2 separate regions of the Mus musculus genome follow, and region 1 is linked to region 2. A link is a contact called in public Hi-C data. All regions are on one chromosome and are shown on one strand. The core of a region is the stretch at or near the end of the contact, and the rest is flanking DNA. Distances in the headings are between cores, read along the strand shown.

What was found. A called contact is a pair of places that touch in the nucleus more often than the background predicts.
Region 1: a Hi-C map of pro-B cells shows a contact between it and region 2, with 5 times the contacts expected there. The contact joins two enhancer-like sites. A contact is called at or near these places in 2 of 15 datasets of contacts at CTCF or cohesin (embryonic stem cells and pro-B cells) and 6 of 484 Hi-C or Micro-C datasets (the G1E-ER4 cell line, the N1E-115 cell line, cardiomyocytes and 3 more).

Annotation. Positions count from the first base shown.
Region 1 is chr11:4,969,602-4,976,533 of GRCm38.p6, reverse strand. It overlaps a transcript of Ap1b1 not described here. Among named protein-coding and RNA genes, the nearest start is that of Ap1b1, 14 kb to the left of the region's middle. Within about 2 kb of position 2,828, at least 67 of the 459 cell types and tissues checked have an H3K27ac peak or open chromatin away from gene starts, as enhancers often do. A contact at or near this core is called in the G1E-ER4 cell line and pro-B cells, where this site is marked.
Region 2 is chr11:4,420,755-4,427,660 of GRCm38.p6, reverse strand. It overlaps Hormad2 (HORMA domain containing 2), which reads left to right. Exons shown (of 11, transcript NM_029458.1): 3 at 276-417; 4 at 2,842-2,905; 5 at 3,354-3,390; 6 at 6,052-6,072. Among named protein-coding and RNA genes, the nearest start is that of Hormad2, 17 kb to the left of the region's middle. Within about 2 kb of position 4,965, at least 62 of the 459 cell types and tissues checked have an H3K27ac peak or open chromatin away from gene starts, as enhancers often do. A contact at or near this core is called in the G1E-ER4 cell line and pro-B cells, where this site is marked.

The DNA of each region.
Region 1 (6,932 bases), core at 1,579-4,078, 550 kb before region 2:
TTCCTGTGGACTTAAAGCGCTCACAGAAGACTGAAGGGTGTCAGCCTTCCAGAAAGTACTTATGCAGCTCCTACAATCACATGAGGCCAAGCATCTGGGACAAGCCTTTTATTCTGTGACCTCAGGATTCTGTCTCCTGAGCCTGAGCCTGAATCAGTGTGGCTACACTGGGTCAGTAGAGGCAGGCACGCAAGCCGGGAGCTGGAGATGGTGGGACATACCTAGTATCCCAGCATTTAGGAAGTGGAGACAGGAGGATGAAGAGTTCAAGGTCATCCTTGGCTACACAGTGTGAGCAAGGCCAGGCTGGACTATAGAGCGTTTCAACATAAACGTAAAAAGCCTACACTCTTAGGTAAGGATCCTAGTTTGGTGTGGTGTACATGTGCTGTGTAGCTTCAGCTAATGGGGAGTCTGAGTCAGGAGGAAAGATCTTGAGACCTCACCTCAACAGGGAGACCCCATTTCTCTCACTAAAATGCCCGATGTTCCCCCATTATAGGGACTTTGATAAGTGGAACACCTGGAATTGGTGTCGCAAAATGTGACCGGATTTTGTAAGTGTGTGCTAGCCCACCACCCCACCGATATGAGGCCATAGCTCCCCTAGAGCAGGTGTGGCTCTGAGAAACTTGCTTGAAACTTTTGCTGGCCCATTGAGCTGAGCTAAGCGGGCTCTTCAGGGGAAGCTAGTGCTCTGCCCAGTAGGAGGCGCTAAAGTCACGTCTAGGAAGGCAGTGTGTCCTTAAGGTGCAAAAGACACCGGTGAGGAGGCTTAATACAAAACAATAGACAACTGCGAGGACGCTGCGTCCCTGGAAGAGTCGGGGGTGGGGGTGGGGGTGGGGGTGGGGGGTGGGAGCTGAACTGCCCGAGGGGTCTGCAACAGCTAGCCTAGCCGGGCAGGGCGGATTTTCCTTCGCAGCTGAACTCTGGATGCCATGGCTACCTGTAGTCCACCGCGTGAAACTGGGCGTCCTGGCTACACTCCTGGGAATGTATTACCAGCCAGGGCAGGAGGGTGGAGATGACAGGCATCATACCCAAGAGGATTTTAGAAGTTTCTTTCCTAATTATCAGCCATGATCCATATACCCTGTCTGTCTGGCCTCAGTTTCCTTCACCGTGCAATAACCGGGTTAAATCATTCAGTTGGCTTCTACCTTCCTAGTGATGATGCAAATGGCGGTGGCACTGGGATCATTAGCCTGTAACTCACGGTGCTCTAGAACAGTGGTTTTCAGCCTTCCTAATGCTTAATAGTTATTCATGTCATGGTGACCCCCCAACCATAAAATTATTTCATTGTTACTTCATAACTGTATTTTTGCTACTGTTACAAATCGTAATGTAAACATGATATGCGGCCTCTGTGGGGTTTCCACACACAAGTTGAGAACTGCTGCCCTAGAGTCTAGACTACGCAAATACCTCCCTCCCTTCATCCACACAACCACGCTGGGATAGGCAGAGCTGCTGTCCTGGTTTCACAAAGATACAGACAGCTCAGGATGTGTGCTGGGAGGAAGTCAGTACTTCCGGGGAAGGTCTAGTTCATGATTACAAGGGGCTGGGCATCTTGGACATGGGATTTGCTGTTTTAGGCTGTGTGAACCTGAGCAAGGCACTTACCCTTCCTGTGTACACAGACATCAATCATTGCAGAATGTGCCGTGCAGAATGGGAAATACATCTTTGCGGCTTGGGTTTGGACCACGCTGTTCCACTTCCCTCCACAGCCTGCACCCTCTTCCCTGTGGGTAAGGCCCTGGGGAAGCAGGATACCTAGTCTGGAACTAGGATTTCATGACAGACTCGGGTGTCCCCCTGGAAGAGCCACACAGGGACTTTCCAACTGGCCACAAAGCTGCCTGCCCAACCTGCAGGCATTTCTCCTTGTCCTGGCCTACTGGAAGCCAGTCTCTTCCTGTTTGTTCTTTCAGATTCTCCCAGCTTCCTCTGTAAGGCCTTCTGGAGCCCACTTCTCTTGCCCCCCTCCCTTGAACTGTCCTACACTCAGGGTTTCAAGAACTGCTATCTGGAAAAAAAAAAAAAAAGCCGGGCATGGTGGTGTACGCCTTTAATCCCAGCACTTGGGAGGCAAAGGCAGGCGGATTTCTGAGTTCGAGGCCAGCCTAGTCTACAATGTGAGTTCCAGGACAGCCAGGGCTACACAGAGAAACCCTGTCTCGAAAAGCAAAAACAAAAACAAAACAACAATAACAACAACAACAAAAAACCCTAGTCATGTCCTGTGAGTGTTTTTGTTTTAATCCCAGGCGCAGGATATGGCTTGCTTCAGACTGCCCATGGCTGCTGGCTAGGACTGGCTCCTGCTCTAGGAGGGCCATGGTTTTTGCCAGCTGCAGAAAGTTTTGTTTAGAATTCTGGGGACTCTAGAGAGGGTAAATGCCAGAGCCCCAGAGGACCTGGGGTAGGGCTGCTGCTACTACTTCTGCTTCCTGTGTTGGTTGGAGATATTCTGATGAAGAAGATTGGACTTGCTCCAAGGAAACCAACGCCCCTGATCAGCAGAAGGTAGCCTAAAGAGATCTATACCCCTTACCCCTCTAACTTTCTTTCTTCTCTTGCCTAGTGTTGGGGGGCTAGAAGGAATTGTAGTGGAAGAAGGGTTGGAAAGGTGGGAGATAATAGAACCCAATAAATTGACCAAAAAGTATGTCTACACGCTCCAGACCCTCTGTCTCAAACAAGACAGAAATGTCCTGGACTTTTGCCATTTTGTTCTCTTCTCCTCAATGCTGGGGATGGAACGCAGGGCCTTACACAGGCTCAGGAGGCGCTGTGTCACTGAGCTCCACCCCCATCATCCTGTTCACAGCTGGTTAATGTATGTGGCTTCTGTGCCAGGCCCTGGGTCTCACAGGCCTCCTGGGATTACACCCTCACAATAATGCCAAAGCGCGGGAGGGCTGAGGGCTCTCTGAAGAGGCATCTCTGTGTAAGCCTTGCCCTGAGGTGTGAATCATCATGCCGACCAAGGTTTCGGCTAATGGCTGTGTGACTTGGATAAGCCTCTCCAGCTCTCTGGGCCTCAGTTTATGCATGTAGACATTGAGGACTACCCAGAAGCTGCTGTTATGAATGTGAACAGAGAAGTGACTCCTAGGCAAGCCTGACCCCTAGTGGAGGTTAGGTGCATAGTGAGTACATACGAGGCGAGCCAGGCAGCTTCACGGCTGTTTTGAGCTTTCACAAGTAAGTGTGTGTGTGTGTGTGTGTGTGTGTGTGTGTGTGTGTGTGTGTGTGTGTGTGCATGTGGTGTGTGTATTTTTTGGCACAGTCTCAAACTGAGGTTAACCTTGAAAATCTGATCCTACTAGTATGAGTCCAGGCATGGGTCACTAAGCCTCACATAGATGCGATGGTGAGATTGAGCTCAGGGGCTTCGTGCCAGTTAGTTAGGCAAGAACTCTGCCAAGTGAGCTACAACCTCAGCCTGCTATTATCACTACTGATGTTAAGGAGTGGCTCTGTGGGCCCATCTCTCAGCACTCTTCACCCTGAGTCTAAACTTTACCTACAATCCCTACGGTGCTAGACAGGGGTCCTGGTAGCCCCTCAGGGGCCTTGAATGAATGCTTCATCTGACCAACATGTCATAGTTGTCTCCTTGTTGCTGTGGGCATAATTGTCTTCTTTTTCTTCTCCTCCTCCTCATCTTCTTCTTCCTTTTCCTCTTCCTTCCTGACTGAAGGCACTAATTTCTGAGTGACTGTTCCTGCCTCCGACCTGCCCTTTGAGCCTTTTGCTGGTTTGAGAACACTTCAGGTCTTCAACTGTGCAGCCATTAACCTGCAAAACACTGCCATATGCAAGATGACGCAGACAGTCACTACCAATGACAGAGCTTCTAAGATCCTAAGGTCATGTGGCTGGCACACCTGAAATGGCACTGGGCTTGGGGACAAATTACCTAGGTTTTGAGTAAATGGAAAAAGTGTCTGCATCTCTCCACTGCATAGATACTTGAATTTATACAAAGCAATGAAACCAGTTCCCAGGCTGGGGAGATGGCTCAGCGGGTAAGAGCACTGACTGCTCTTCCAGAGCTCCTGAGTTCAATTCCCAGCAACCACATGGTGGCTCACAACCATCTGTAATGAGATCCAATGCCTCTTCTGGTGTGTCTGAAGAGAGCAACAGTGTACTCACATATATAAAATAAATAAATAAATCTTTAAAAAATACCAGTTCATGCTACAATGTGAATGAACTTTGAAATCTTGCTAAGTGAAAGAAGCCAGAAGTAAGAGACAAGTATTGTTTATATCTCATTTATTGAAATGGTCACAATAGGCAAATCCATAAAGAATGATTTAGCGGTTGCCTGGGATTATAGAATGGAGAGAACTGGAGTGTGTTAGCCAGATCAGTGTAACTATGGTAGAAGATCTGGGGTCATGAACTGATAAAAAGGAAAGGTTGTTTAGCTGGAGGTTCATATTCAAGATTGGGGTGGATGCCGGGAGGTGGTAGTGCACACTTTTAATCCCAGCACTTGGGAGGCAGAGACCCGTGTATCTCTGATTTCGAGGCCATCTTGGTCTACACAGCAAATTCCAGAACAGCCAGGCCTACTCAGAGAAACCCTGTCTTGAAAAACAAAATCAAAAAATGATCAGGGGTTGCTTATGTTCTCTGTGGTGGTTTGAGTGAATGGCCCCATAAACTCATACATTTGATAAAACTGTTTGGGAAGAATTAGGAGGTGTGGCCTTGTTGGAGGAGGTGTGTCCCTGGGAATGGGCTTGAGATTTTAAAAGACTGTGAGTTTCCCAGTCTCTCTTTGTCTCGTGGTTGTGGATCAAGATGTGAGCGCTAAGCGTGCTTAACTCTGCTGTCATGGGCTCTCACCCTCTGAAAGTATAAGCCAAATGAAAAGCTTTCTTTTCTAAGTTGCCTTGCTTATGGTGCTTTTTCGCACTAATAGGATGAAGGGACAGGAAGGAACAATGAACACTGAACCAAGCTGTAATGTCATGGGTCAGCAAGCAGAGATGGAGGGAGGTGGAGACAGACAGACAGACATGTGGGGGTCTCACGATCCCAATCTCATACCCCAAGTGACCTAATTCTCACCCACTAAAGTCCACGACTCTGTCCAGTACCACCACTCTTTTTGTTGTTGTTTTGTTTTTCGAGACAGGGTTTCTCTGTAGCCCTGGCTATCCTGGAACTCACTCTGTAGACCAGGCTGGACTCGAACTCAGAAATTCACCTGCCTCTGCCTTCCAAGTGTGCCACCACTGCCTGGCCAGTACCACCACTCTTGAGACCAAACTCTTGAGTCCAATATATGGACTTTTAGGGGATATTGTTTATCCAAACCATTGCAGGGCGGGAGGGGTGGAGGGGCGGGAGGGGGCCAGTGGGGAGGGGCAGGAGGAGGGGGAGGGGTGGAGGGCCAGTGGGATGGGGCTTCTTCTTGAGGAGATAAGGCGCTCTAGTATTAGGTGATGGCTGCATATCTCGTGGCTGTGGTGGAGCCATTGTACTGTGTACTTGAACATGGTGAATGTACCAAGTCAGATGGGTTGTATCTCAACGAAAAGGAAAGAGGACGTGAATGGCTGTGCTGCCTCCAGCAGTGTGACACTGGGCAAGTTTTGTTCCCTTCTGTCTTTTACTGCTGTGAACAGACACCATGGCCAAGGCAACTCTTATGAAGGACAATATTTAATTGGGGCTGGCTTACAGGTTCAGAGGTTCAGTCCATTACTATCAAGGCATTAGGGTAGTAGAGTGACCACACTGAGGCTAGGCAAAAACAAAATCTTTGTTGGGGTGACAGGTCAGTCAGCTCTGCACTACTATAAGAAGCACCAGACACTCAGCTTATAAAGAGAAAAGGTTGTTTTAGCTCATCGTGCAAAACTCACAGCTTTGGGCCTATGGTGCCAGTAAATCACAGCATAAGGTACCTTACAATCAACACATGAAAGAGAAAGTGGAAGAGACCAGGGTTCCACAATCCTCAGTGACCCAAAGATGTCCCATCAGCTATCTTTTTTGTTTGTTTGTTTTTCAAGACAGGGTTTCTCTGTGTAGCTCTGCCTGTCCTAGAACTTGCTCTGTAGACCAGGCTGGCCTTTCACAGAGATCCTTCTGCCTCTGCCTCTAGAGTGCTGGTATTTAAGGTGTGCACCACCCCCACCCCCACCCCCACCTGGTTTTGGCCCTACCTCTTAAAGGTTCCACCCTTCCCCAAAGCACCAGACTGGGGGCCACACAGAGTTGGCCAGGGCTCCCACACAGAGGCACTGGGGAACACTCTAGATCTAAACTATGCCAATGCCTAATTGAGAAGCAACCAACCTGCTCAAAACTCAATGTCCACTCTGCAAATCCACCAGACAAGGAAATCCCACCACGAGAGCCTCTCAGTTGCTATTGGAAGGTGCTGCTTTGGTGTCCCCTGGCCCTGGCCTCCTGCCCAGTTCTTCACCAAGCAATTCCTATACTGGTTAGTTTTTGTCAACTTGTCACAAACTAGCATCGCCTGAGAAGAGGGCACCTACATCACATTGGCCTATAGACAGGCCTCTGGAGCATTTCTCCATTAACTGTTATGGGAACCCAGTGTGGGAGGTTCCATTCCAAGGTAGGTGATCCTGGGCTGTGTAAGACAGCAAGCTGAGCAGGCCACGAAAAGCAAGTCAGTAAACAGTGTACCCCATGGTCTCTGGGAGCTGGAAGATGAAATAAACTTTCTTTCTCCAAGTTGTTTTTGGTCAGTGTTTATCACAGTCAAGAGAAAAGCAAACTAGGTCCCCCAAACTAGCTGATCTCATGGTCCTTACCAATTGGAGTCCTGAGAGGATGCTGTACTCCAAGGCATTACTGTCGTCTATGCAGGTCCCTGAGGAGGACTGACATGCCAAGGAGTGAGGCTGTTATTCTTTTTGGGG
Region 2 (6,906 bases), core at 3,716-6,215:
AAAATTATAGGGAAACTCCCAATTTTGCTTCAGATTAATGGGTCATTGAAATAAATTTTCGTCCTAAATTACTCCAGTATTTGCCTGCCTTTCTATTTTGTTTTGCTTATATGAAGATCTATTTTAACTCAGTATTCAGAGCCCTGTTTTCTTTTGATTATCTAGAAATGTATCAGATTTGAAGTCTTAAAAAGTTTCTGTCCTATCTGTGGTCATGGTTTGATGGGCTGAATATTCATGAATACTGATGTTTATCATCTTTGATTTTCTTCCAGAACACGATTTTCCCGTCCCAAGTGACAAATGAGCATGAGTCACTGGTGGTGGTGAAGAAGCTTTTTGCTACTTGTATCTCATGTATAACGTACCTGAGGGGCTTGTTTCCAGAGAGCTCCTACAGAGACCGCCGTTTGGATGGTAAAGTTGCATTAAATGATTGCTTTGGCTGATGTCCCTTTTCTACTCAGAAACACAAAGCTTCCCTCACTCACAGACTGTGTTAATCCTATCTCATGGGTGTGTCCTTCAAGATCAATTGACTAACTCACTTCGCATTTTAATTTTGTCGTGTGTGTTGGTTTTTCTTACAGGAACCATTAACCTCAAGCTAGCTATCAAATGAAAAAACAAACTTGTTGAGCTATGTCTCGTAATTCTAAGCCATTCTTGTAAAAGTGAGAACAAAAATCTACCTTAATGCTGAAGGTTTACATTATTTTGTGTCTCAGTTGAATTTGTTCTTTGAGGTATATTTTGACCCTGAGGAAATTCAAAGGAATCAGGTGAGAAATATCTCACCTATTAGCATATATAAATATGCACGGGAGGCATAAATCCATTTGTGGATTAGCATGAATATTTAGACAGTTATTTTAATGAGTTAAGTTTTTTTTTTACAATAGCCTACCTCTTCATTTTATTGTTATCAGTGTGCACATATTTCCTTGCAAAATGCTATTTTTTCCAAATCTAATTTGAAATTTCTCATGTTTATATTTAATTATATACCATGGCTTCATTCTAACTTAATTTTCTTAGGCAATATTGATTCTCCAAATGAACAGCCGTGAGTGCATGTTTGCTCTAAACACAGAAGCATGGTACTTGTAATCATGACACCTTCCTTCGTGTTAATCACTCCTTTTAACTTAGGAGCTAAATCTGTAAGATTTAGTGTGTTTTCAGGGAGCATATAGTTTGTTTCCCCTCCTGTTTGGAACATGGAGCTATAAAAGAAGGCATACTTTGGAAATTAAGCACTTTTTGTATTTCAGTTGCTACTGCTAACATTGAAAAACAAAACAAAACAACAAAACCCACAGCTCTTACTTCAAGAAATAAAAGAGATAGTTTATTCTAGGTTCAAATGTGAGTGACATGGGCCAGGGACATGGATGTAGGTTGCTGTAGGTGTTCCATCTAGTATGGAGGAAGTTTCATGAAGTTCTTACAGTAACAGAACAAAGAAAGACATAGGGTCAAAGAAAGTCATAGAAAGTTGGGGTACAGCCAAGTGGGGAAATCTCTGCTGTCAGTCTCGGGTGCTGTCTGCTGACATTTCCAGCTTTTGTGTTGGTGTAAGCTAGGGAGTCTGTTGGTACATTTCAAAAGGACTCACCTAATATCCATAAGGATGTTAGCTCACACACAGAGTTAGGCAATAGCTGGCTATGAGGAGACTAGAGATAGCCCAACATAATTTTTAGTTTAGCTCTGGACTTGGAACATCCCAACTTCCCACAACCACTGAAGCCTTAATCAGTTAGTCGGCCTCATGAAGTACGGCTTCTCTCCAGGAGTGCTGCCTCACACTGTCCTAGGCACGGAGGCAAAAGCATTGCTCAGAGTCCTAGTTTTTTTTCTTGCGACTGTTTTAGTAGATGCTAGTCTTCCTTAATGTATTTGTATTTAAAGTGACATGTCACAAAATGCTCAATGTTTGTATAACACTCTTTTTAACAATGTCTAAGTATTTTGTCAAAGTAGAATAACTTTCTATTCCTCAACAATGGTAAGAAGTGATGTTAATTTTAGCATAGGAAAACCATATGAAAAGATGGAGGACTCTAAGAGCTGGCGAGATGGCTCCACAGGCATAGACATACTTGCTGCCGAACCTAATGATCTGGGACCCATATAATGAGGAGAGATCCCAGTAAGTCATTTTCTTCTGACTTGTACACGCACATTGTGGCATACACCTTTCTACTGCACATACATGTACGCCAACCCATAAATTTATAAACACCTGATGATTTAAGATGCCTCTATTAACTCATACATGGGTCAGTGACTTTATACAGATTTCTTTATATACTATGTCTTTCTTCCTTCATATGGGGAAGTGGGAGATCTCACATGGAGATGTTTGAGAATAACTTACACATTTGTGTTTAATATTTTTTCATTAAGAGGGAAAATAATAAAGAATGAAATTAGGAATGTGTTTAACTTGTTAGTTGAGATGGTCTCAGTGACATCTTAGATTATTTAGAGAGAATGGGATAAGGAAAAGAGACCAGAGTGGGAGTCTGCTACACTGCTCCAGAACTAGGACTGAGGGAACTATCCACATAGGATTCATGTATAAAGTGGGTGTTTAAACATCAAAACGTGCCATGCAGTGGCGGTGTACACCTTTGATCCCAGCACTCAGGAGGCAGAGCCAGGTGGATCTCTGAGTTCAAGGTCAGCCTGGTCTACAGAGTGAGTTTATGGACAGCTAAGGCTACACAGAGAAACCCTGTCTTGAAAAACTAAATTTTACAAATAAAAAAATAAAGGAAATGCTTTATTTAGCATGAAGTTTTCAGTATAACAGTGATGTTTCTTTTTTTCTAGACCTCAGTTTAAAAATTCTCCGGGAAGACAAAAAGTGTCCGGGGTCATTACATATTATTAAATGGTAAGTAAATTCTGTAAAATTGCCCATCAAACTTTATTTTCTAAAATCTTTTCCTAAAAAGAGAATACTTTATTAGCCCTCTTTCCTGAAAATTGTAGCAATTATTCAGTATTATTTTAAACTATTGATTTCATTTTAGAAGAAAATAGACTTATATAAAGAAAAAAAAATCCTAACTGCGATTATTCACTATATACCTTTGTGTTTACTACCATTCTGTGCTGGGAAGAGAGAGAACACTTCTGTGCTTCAGAGCTGTGTGTTATTTATAATATTCTATAGATATATGGGAATGGCTTGGGGTTTTAAAAGGTGGTTAAACAGAACGGGCAGAATGATTGTTAATTTATATACTGCAAAATAGAAGTGCAAACTAATTACATACTTGGATTTATTTTTTTGGCTGTTCATATGGGCTAAAGTGACATTGGATATTATTTCTTGACAGGATTCAAGGTTGTTTTGATGCTTTGGAAAAGAGATACGTAAGAATTTTTGAAAATTTACCTCCAAATTAAAGACTCATCTTTACTCCTTAAAAAAGTTTAGACATTTTATTTTGTAGTGTTTAACAGTATAGCAGTGCTTGCTTTTTTATTTGTTAGTCGATTTTCTTTTATTTTGTCTGTGTCGCCTCACTGTTGTCTCCCTTACAACAAATAGAAACGAAAGCTTCGTTTTCCTTTTTATATACGCATATCTTTTTTAACCACAGAATTTCCTCTGAAGTCACTGGACAAGATCCACAGGATGTGGGTTAAGGAAGACAAGAATCTGGTAGTTAGCACGTTGAACATGTTCTAAATAGCGGTGACTCGGTTTGCAGATGGAAAAGAAGAAATAGTTAAATAATGAAGTTTTACTCTATTTTATTTTGTTAATTATAACTCCTGTGTATAACTTTGAACTTTTAAAAGACACAGCCCAGATTTTAAGTGCGTATGCTCTCTCATGCTTCAGTAGACACGAATGAAGAATGTGAAGAATGAAGGCTCAAGGTCTGGCTGAAGAGATGCGATGCACCTGAATGAAACCCCTGCTCCTATGCTTGCTCCATTCCCCCAAGTCTTCACTCGTCAGCTCCACGTTAAGCTGCAGTGAAGAGGCTTGCCATTGTGTCAGTAATGTAGTCACGGAGTCCCTCACTCCTTCCCACCTTGGGTGAACAGTTACTCACATTCATTCCATTTTGACCCAGGGGACAGAGGGATACAAAGATAAGACAGATCAGGGAAGGGCTTAGAGACATGGCAGGAGGTGAGTGTTGCTCATATGAGGGCTAATGATTGCTAGTTATCTACTGGTTCAGCTGTACCTGTTGCTAAATTATTGGTTGTCTGGGGTCTGGGTTGAGAAAGAGACATTGCAGGATGAATTTGGCTTCTCGGCAGCGCAGCGGGATGGATTAGCCTCGGAAGTACTGAACACCTAGGAACTTTTCATAAGTTCTTTATTGTTACACAAAAAAGGCACTTTTAGCAAGACAATTTCCGCATAGCAAAACCTCTTATCTGATGTAGGAGTTGTGTGAAGGCCGATTACCTAAGCAGTTCAGTCAGGAGATTTCCTGGTTCGCCAGGTATGTCTTGGGACTAAGTTATGCAAAAACTCTGAATCCTTCAGAAGGGCAGCTCCAGAGATCTCAGCTAACCTGATCAAGGCCGTCCACGCGTGACAAGACCCTCTTTCACTCCAGAGATCTCAGCTAACAGTCCTGATCAAGGCCATCCACGCGGTGACAAGACCCTGTTTCTTACAAAGAAGAAAGGAGTGGGGGAAGAGGAAGAGGAGGAAGAGGAATAAAAAAGCAGGTCACTGGTGACGCAAGCCTTTAAACTCAGCACTCAGGAAGTAGAGGCAGGTCTCTGTGAGTTTCAGGCCAGTGGGACCTACTGAGTGAGTTCCAGGACTACCAGGACTGTTATATAGAAACCCTGTCTCAAGAAAACCCAAAGAAACAAAGAGTAGTTCAAGTAAAACCAGGTTTCAAGTAGCAAGTGCCCTTGGAAGATGTCCTGTTGAAGAACATGGTCTTACTAGTTATGAAATTCTGGGTACTTCCCCTATTGCCCCTCTCATCTCTCACAATTCCTGCTCGTGAACCACACTACATTCTTTCAGAAACTGAACTCTGATCATGTTATCCTTTATGCCTAAAAATTTCCCAGGAATTTAAAAAAGTGTTCAAAGCTGTTTGCACGATCGAGCAGGCCTGAATGTCCCTATTGATTTTCTAAGACACCCTCCCTCACTCCCATGCTCAGGCTACACGAAGACTCTCTAGGATGCCAGTATCTTCCACATACTGTTCCTCTTGCTCAAAAAGGTCTGTCCAGACCCTATGCATGGCCTGCCTAGCTCCATCTTGTCCTGCCGCTAAAATTGTCCCTCATTTGAGGGTTCCCCTAACACTTTGTGTTGTTTCTTCACAGCAGACCCTGAGTATAACAGTGTGGCCATGTGATTTTCTTACTGTTAGTTCCCCTTTCTAGTCGGCATGCATCTTGAGATCAGCGGCTAGCCATATTCTTTCTTCTTTTAATGTGACAATAAACTATTAATAGTTTTACTGTGTGGTCATAAAAATCAGTTATAAAGAAGAAAAAAAAAATCAGTTATATGCTAAAATAGCCACAAGGTGGCACTAAAGTTTTAGTCAACTGCTACAGAATTATGGTCCTCACGTTTTATATTTAAGAATTTATCATAGTGTTGATTCTATTTATGTCTGTATATTCAATATTCTTTAAAGCTGAGAGAATGTCTTTGTAGTTTTGTGATGTATAGAGAAAGGCACGAGTTTGTGAGACACATCAGAGTTTCTAAGTTGTTTACCTTGCTTGGTAAATTTTAAAAGGAGTACTTATTAGGGATTCTTGTGGTACATTTAATTTTGAACAATAATGGATTGTTTTGCATATCTTTTGGTTCCCGAATTAGAAAATAAGAAACTTTTTTTTGATAATCCTTCTTTTGTCCCAGTAAAGCCAGTGTTTGTAATAGAAATTGTTTGAATGGGTGAATTAGTTCCTTTTTCTGACCTTCTGAATATTTTCTCTCTGAAGTAATATTTGAATTAGTCTTCATCAGAATTGTCAATACTATAGTACAAACATATAATAACAGAGTTTTCTTTTCTCTTGAAGCTACACATGGCAGTATTAACAGTAAGTACAAACTTAAAGGCCAAGTCTCTGTCTCTGCATGAACTTTTGGCAAGTACAGCATTAAACAGGCATCTTTCCCGCTTCCCCTCGTGAGATTTATGACATTTTAGCATTTCAAAATTGGATATATCAGAACTTAAGATATTATAAATGTTCAGTATATTTCTTTGACATATATATTATTATATGAGAGAACATATCATATGAGAGAATATATCATATTAATGCTTAGGATTTAAATATATTTTTAGATATGTAACAGATCCAAAGTCTTTTGTTTGAAAGTTTTGTGGACTTTTTTTTTGAAGTTTTATATACCCATAGGTATAAAATGATTGTAGAAAATTGAGATACCATTGATAAAACATATTAATTATTTAAATATTTATGACATAACAAGTTAAGAATTTATTTGTACAGCTGGGCAGTGGTGGCACACGCCTTTAATCCCAGCACTTGGGAGGCAGAGGCAGGCGGATTTCTGAGTTCGAGGCCAGCCTGGTCTACAGAGTGAGTTCCAGGACAGCCAGGGCTACACAGAGAAACCCTGTCTTGAAACAAACAAACAAACAAACAAACAAACAAACAAATGAATTTACTTGTAGTTCAGTCATATTAATCAAAAATACTATGCATCAGTTATAAACTTCCTTATATTTAGTGTTCATAGAAAGTTGTAAAGATTCCGAGTTTTTAGTAAAATACGAGCTCATCCTATATCTAGCTAGAAATATGCCTAGCTGGTGCTCGGGACTCAGTTAGCACAGTACAAATTAAACTCTTCACAAAGACAGTGCATTCAGTGAGCAGCAATTAGTAAGTCTGGAAATTAAG